Regions from separate parts of the Zea mays genome. Here region 2 is linked to region 1. Evidence: chromatin contacts called from public Hi-C data. All regions are on one chromosome and are shown on one strand. Each heading gives the region's core, a stretch centred on a gene start, on an enhancer-like site or on the middle of the called end of the contact. The rest is flanking DNA. Distances are from core to core; before and after follow the strand shown.

Evidence for each region. Hi-C and Micro-C count contacts between places; a contact is called where the count stands out from the background.
Region 2: a contact with region 1 is called in a Hi-C map of ear, with 2.8 times the contacts expected there. The contact joins the enhancer-like site here to the promoter of LOC103632719 in region 1. A contact is called at or near these places in 2 of 25 Hi-C or Micro-C datasets (ear and tassel).

The regions. Positions count from the first base shown.
Region 1 is chr7:113,204,264-113,207,713 of Zm-B73-REFERENCE-NAM-5.0, forward strand. LOC103632719 (protein ODORANT1) reads left to right here and starts at 2,042. Exons shown (of 2, transcript XM_008654462.1): 1 at 2,042-2,466; 2 at 2,621-3,406. The coding sequence starts at 2,334. The coding sequence ends at 3,321.
Region 2 is chr7:113,381,487-113,384,924 of Zm-B73-REFERENCE-NAM-5.0, forward strand. No RefSeq gene overlaps it. Among protein-coding and RNA genes, the nearest start is that of LOC100273108, 20 kb to the right of the region's middle. Within about 2 kb of position 1,560, at least 18 of the 20 cell types and tissues checked have an H3K27ac peak or open chromatin away from gene starts, as enhancers often do. A contact at or near this core is called in ear and tassel, where this site is marked.

The DNA of each region.
Region 1 (3,450 bases), core at 792-3,291:
CGAGTTCAGCGTTGCGACTTTTGTTGTTGAGCTGGATGCCAAATTAATGGTTTGGTAGACGCATGGGCTCTTTTTGAGATGGAAATCATATGCAAGAAGCATGACTTAGTTTGCTCGAAAAGTCAGCCAATCGAGGAGGAGCTGATCCTCCCACTAGCTTGTTAATGAAGTCCTGCATTGACGCTTGCTGTTTGTTTGGTTGGTAGTTCATATGATATAAGTACGAATTGGGTCAGAATTATGGAATAAGAAATTGGCCTATCTGAATATTCAGCCATGCGGTTTAGTTAACTAATTCCACAACGTGCTCAAATGAACAGGTTTTGTTTTTTACTTGGTATAGCTCAGTCGATACAAAAGGTCATAATTGTGGAATATAAGAAACGGGTTATCTAGCTAATGATCAAACTACAGTGGTGTGTTCGCCGAATTCCTGTTTCCAGACGCGTGCTCTCATCAGTTCACCGGTCTGATTATTTTCCTTCGTTCCACACTGCATATCTCACCACTTGCACCGTGTTTTGTTGACAGAATAGTACGTATTCCACTTTCATTTGGGGAAGCACGTATCTGATAGAGCATTAGTTTATGCAACGAAGACAATTAGCTAATAAGCATATTGTTCGTGTCACTATTTTGTTCTCTTGTAAGAAGCTTCGTGTGTGTCCTGGCCTAGCAACAAATTAAAAGGGTGCGGTTTTGTCAATCCCTGCAGTCTTGTATGACATCAGTCAACGTTCCAACTTCCAATCTAGCAAATTTGAGAAGACTGCCGCGGCTGCGAACCTCTGGATCAGTACGTGTTTCAATTAGTTGGATGTACTGTTACACTAGCAAAGTGCGCGTACGTTGATACGATTTTTATTTATACTTGAGTACATAGTATAAAACATAAAGACTCGTGCGTTTTGTTGGTTAGATGAGTGTGAATATGAGTTTGGAGTCAATAACTTGATTCAAATCTGAATTTATGTGTAATTTTAGTTTTTTTACTATTTAAATGCGGAGGAGCAGAAGAAGACAATGAAACTGTGGAAACTGGTAGTGTGTTCATGAGCAATATCAAAACTGGCCGGATGCGTCGTTTGATATCTCGATGATATGATAAGATTGGCCACAAGTAATGAGAAAATTCTCTATATATGTCACTATAATTTTGTCTAATACCTTATTTATCATCACAAATGTTATAATTCTTTCTATACGATGGCATGGATGGATAAGAAATTACATCCTCGAAAGACATAGAAGGGATTATGACATTTATGATACAAAATACGGTCTTGGAAAAAAAATGCACTGGCTGCATAGAATTGCATGAGTAATCAGCAGGACTAATTGCATCACATTCACATCTGAGAAAACCAACATTTGGATATCCTAATACATCCGCAAATAGGTAGTAAGAAATAAATCTATGACACATGCTTAAAGCATTGTTTGTAGGTGGAAAACAATTTACACGTGACATATAACATATGCCTGTATGCTGTATGCATGCTTGATAAGTGCAACATTTTAACTTTTCTAGATACATATTGATTTTACTATATGCATTTAGACCTAGTGTATATCTAAATACACAATAAAATGTATGTATTAAAAAAGCCAAAATGTTTTATAATTTGAAAGATGATACTATAGCTGACGATACAGTATAACTTGGGATTCAAGGGATACGCGAGATAGAGTAACAAGAAATCCTATAGTGTGTACACTTGTATGGATTTGTCTTCAAGTTGCATGGAAGCATTTCTTATATATTAATATCATGTATTCATGTTTTCCTTTCATGCGAGTCCTAATAACACGCACCTAGAAGCTAGATGTATACTACTAGGGTGGAATATTACTACAAAAATAGTCAGCATAGAAATCAAAACTTTGGTTATGATATGATGGGCTATTTCATTTCCTTGTTCAACAATCAGAACTAAAAAAATAATGGGGTCGTTTAGATATATAGTAGAATGACCAAGGCTTGGCAACTGCATAGGCATAGCATAGCAGCCCGTGCAAAGCAAGCGAAAGGGACCCACGACCACGAGCAGGAAAGTAAACCTGGCCAAGTGGTAACACCGTCGTCAGGTCCCACACTCCAGTCTCAGTATCTCCCGTGCTACACACGTACCCCGTTCCTGGAGGACTGACTGCCTCGACGTCTTCTCTCCCCCGTCCTCCCATTGTCCTTTATAAAGGAAGGTGGCAATGGCGTCTCCACCGTGAAGTTGCAAAGCTAGCTCGCTTGCAAGTCGCAACGGTTTTTAGCTAGCTGGTTGCGCGTGCTTTTCTTTATTTGCGAGCGAGAGGAGTTTGTTATAACGAACTGAGCAATGGGGAGGCAACCGTGCTGCGATAAGGTGGGGCTGAAGAAGGGCCCGTGGACGGCGGAGGAGGACCAGAAGCTCGTCACCTTCCTCCTCATCAACGGCCAGTGCTGCTGGCGCGCCGTGCCTAAGCTCGCCGGTGAGTGATCACCATATAAATCCGGTCTCCCTCATTGGCCGGCCGGCGGCTAGCTTTGCTTTGTTTTTCTTACACGCTGCCTTAGCCTGGCATGCACGCCAAGACGCCATGACCATGAACTCACTCGTGCGCTTGTGGGTTTCTGAATGAACAGGACTACTGCGGTGCGGGAAGAGCTGCAGGCTGCGGTGGACCAACTACCTGCGCCCGGACCTCAAGCGCGGGCTGCTGTCGGAGGAGGAGGAGAGGACGGTGATCGACCTGCACGCGCAGCTGGGCAACCGGTGGTCCAAGATCGCGTCGCACCTGCCGGGGAGAACGGACAACGAGATCAAGAACCACTGGAACACGCACATCAAGAAGAAGCTCAAGAAAATGGGCATCGACCCTGTGACACACAAGCCACTCCATCAGCCAGCTCCTCCTCCTCCTCTTGAGGAGCCAGCTGGCTCGTCGGGGGAGGAGAAGCAGATCGTCACGGCGATCACGTCAGGATACGATGATGCATCGTTCTGCACCGACGACGTGCCCATGGCGCTCCTCCTGGACGACATTGACATCGTGTTGCCAGGCGACGACGTGGTCAGTGCACAGGCCGCGGCCTGCTTCGGCACTGTTTACTCGCCCGAGTCGTCTTCTTCCTCCTCCTCGTCCAACTCCGCCTCCGCGGCAGCATCGAGCGGTGGCACCAGCAGCGTCGACGGCGAGTGGCTTGATTGGCCGCCGATGATGGACTGGCCGGAGCCGATGTGGCAGCTGGAGGACGTGGTTACTGCGCGGAAGCCATGGGAGTTCGAGGACCCCTTCGTCACATACCAGAGGATCGCCTTGTTTGAACACCAGGAAACATTATGATGAATTGGTCTTCCTTTGCGGGAAAATATGTTTTTCAGCTAAATAGTAGTACTATATATTAATACACAAACGATTACACAGATCAGTAATCAGTGTCATGTTCCTAAAAAGTGGCAGCAGATTTGCATA
Region 2 (3,438 bases), core at 310-2,809, 180 kb after region 1:
GGGTTTGTTTCTATAGTACCTAAACCCGTGAACCCGTGGATTTTTTAAACCCGACCAAACCTATTGTCATTTTATTTTATAAACGAACAACAAATTTGTTATCTTCCTATTTACTCCTAATTTTTATCAAATGGTGAATGTATAAGTAGTTGGTGAGAGTGTTGCTTGCTTGCTATTATAGTTTTTTTATTAGCGTTATATACGTGGTGGATAGATAACTTAGTGCAAGGTCACTTAATTATACAACTTATTATTTATATTTCAATCTCTCTACTAATAATTTTTATATCAAATCATGAACTCAGTTGTTTTTATCACATAAATTTTGGACCATGATCTCACTAATATATCATTACGATACTTATTAATTATGAGAAGAACAAGAGATGAAACTCACGGGTTACCCGTGGATACCCGCTAACCAGATGGGTACGGGTTTGGGTACAATTTTAAACTTGTTTTGGGTACGAGTTTTTAATGGGTATATATATTTTACAAGGGTACGAGTTTGGGATGGCAAAAACCAGCACAGGAGGAGGTGTATAATTGAGTCCATTTGTAATCGGATATTTATCGACTGCTAATTTATTTTTAAACTAAAATGTACTTTAGAATGGTCGCTTACTTGAGACTTGGGAGAAGCCGTCAGCTTGACTTGCTGGCCCGGCAGGGGAAGCGCAAGCAGAGAGTCTACGACGATCGAGCAGAGCTCGTCTGGACTCTGGAAGCTGCGAGTAAAAACTCTGCAGTTCACACCGTACCATGCACAATTCAGACTACCACGTATACGTATACACCAGCTCGATGGCCTGGAGGCTAGCACGCGTGTCCAGAAATAGCCACTGCTACTTTATGAAAAAAGGTAGATATAGGACCGAGTACTGCTACATTCGCATTCATATCATATCCACTACGTACATTTCTGAGTGAAAAAAAAAATATTTTTCCTACAATAAATCCGACATTGAGCTGACCTTTTTTCTGTGCTTGGCTCTCTATTGTTCTGCTGTCAACACGGCATGCAGAAACCCGAACTGTGGACGGAGGGGAAAACTGACAAGTGGCAGCAATGATGATAAAGAATAAGTAAACAACGACAACGTCGTACCCCACCAGATCAGGATATGCTGCTGATCGACCGACTATGGAGTAAGGAGTATGGAGATGGACTGGACGCGTCGTCTACCTTTTCGTTTCGTTGGCAACCGGCGCCGACCCACGCTTGCAAAGATTTGGATTGGATTGGCAGTGGCACTACGTACAATCCCGGCCCCCTGCAGATGGCATTGCACCCTCCACAGCTGGAGGCCAGCTGCATGCAATGCACTACTACTGTCTACTACAATGCAATGCAAACCCTACCACTCCATCTGGGATCGTCAACAGCTATTGTCATGGACATGGTGATTAGCAGGATCTGGATCCCTCCGTGCGCAGCGGTTGACCTAACCCGGCCCCCCCACCGGCCACCACCACCACTTCGCGCTCTCGCCTCTTCGGTGACGACACATGACGGAGAAGGTGACGCCGATGGTGCGCTGCGCACGGGCTGGCCTCGCTCGCGCCTCTAATCAAACCCAACCCATCAAGACAATCACCGTGCGTGTACTGTGTGGGCTGGGGAATCTAGAGAAGCCCATGACGAAACCGACGGGGGAACGCCCACCGGACTTGAAACGCAAGGGAGCAAGCAGGCTTCAATTGGAGGGAGCCCAGGAAAGCTCGAGCTTCCCGGGAAGGAGTAATGGCAGACAGGCAGGCTGGTTTTCCGGGCAAGAAGTAATAATGACCGCATCCAAGTTCCGAATGCCGCTTCTCTCTCGGAAAGGCGAACCGCGAATGGTGCATGCGCAATTTGAAAGGCGACTCGTGCATGCACGTCAAGCTGACTCGCACTTCTAGCAGCAGCAGCTGACGAAGACATGGCATTGTTTGGACATGCGTTAGCACATTCTTAATGAAACAAATCCACTTTTTGCACATACCCTAGTACTAGGAGCGTGCCTCTGGATATATACACCCTCTGGTTCCAAAATTAAAATTCTTGACGTTTAACCTACTAAAAATATGGATGAAAATTCTATAGTACGTTTTAGCTTTTACATGCAACTTTAGCCGTTTTTTACCCCCTACATGCGCGTTTATTCTGCATGCTTCTAATGTTGCGCATTAACTACACCCAGCATGCATGCACATTTTAAAATGTTGGCAACATGATGTGGAAGAGGGTTGACAAGTCTATGTCTATGGGATATCGAACAGCTTATGGAGGTTCCAATAATTGTGGTTTATTAGGAGATGCTGAAGATCATTTTTAAAAGTTTTTCTAAACCTTAGTACACGCATATTCTAGTTCTAATTAATATTACTACTACTACATGCATACTAAGATCATTACTACTCCAACTAATATATAATTCTATTTTGCGCGAGCGAAAAAATGGCGTGTGCATATATCCATGCAGATCGGGTGCCAACAACAAAAAAATAAGAACGCGGATGTAGCTCAGCAAAAAAAAATTACATAATGAAAAAGGGCATCATTTTTTATGTAATTAGACGCATAACCAAAATTTTAGGGCTAATCGATACATCACGCTTAGCAAAAAAAAATCTAGCAAAGTCAGCATATATGTATTATTCGTATCTACATAATTAATTTCAAAATTCATACAACATATATATCACAAATCTTTGATGACAAATTGACAATCTCCTTATAGTGTTAAGGATCATAGACAGGGCCGGTCCTGACATTTCGGGGGGCCTAAACAAAAATTTATATAGAGGCCCCATATAACTAGATATATGTATATATCATCTACACATCTACTAAATACATATCAGTAAAGAAATTGTATATAAGTTACTGTAATATAGAATATTACACATTATTGTTTATAAAATAACATTGGCTGAAATAATAAAAATTTACTTGTCACTTCTCATCTTATAAAACTTCTTCTAATATTTTTTGTACAAAATCATCGATTATACTATTGATATCGATATCATTCAATAGCTTCTTCTCGATCATAAAGGCGTCAAACCATTCAACCTTTCTTGACTCATTGTTGATCTTAAATAATTATTCAGTAACTTCAATTTTGAGAAGCTTCTTTCAGCAGATGCAACAGTAACAAACACAGTAAATAATATTCTATAAGTAATAGAGGCATTAGGATAACAATCCACAACTCTAATATGCTCAAAAATCTCCACAGCAGATAATGTGTCGTTAGGCAAAGTAAACTTTAGAATATTCAATTTAGAAATCAAATCATTTAACTCAACATCACATGAACCATCATGAGAGAAAGTGTTTGCAAATTTAGTGCAAAACTCTTCAAGTTCTCTATCATTTAGTGAGCTTAGTGTGCTTGAGTTCAATAAAAACCCAAATATACCTAAACATGGAGAGTTCTTCAAATCTGGTCC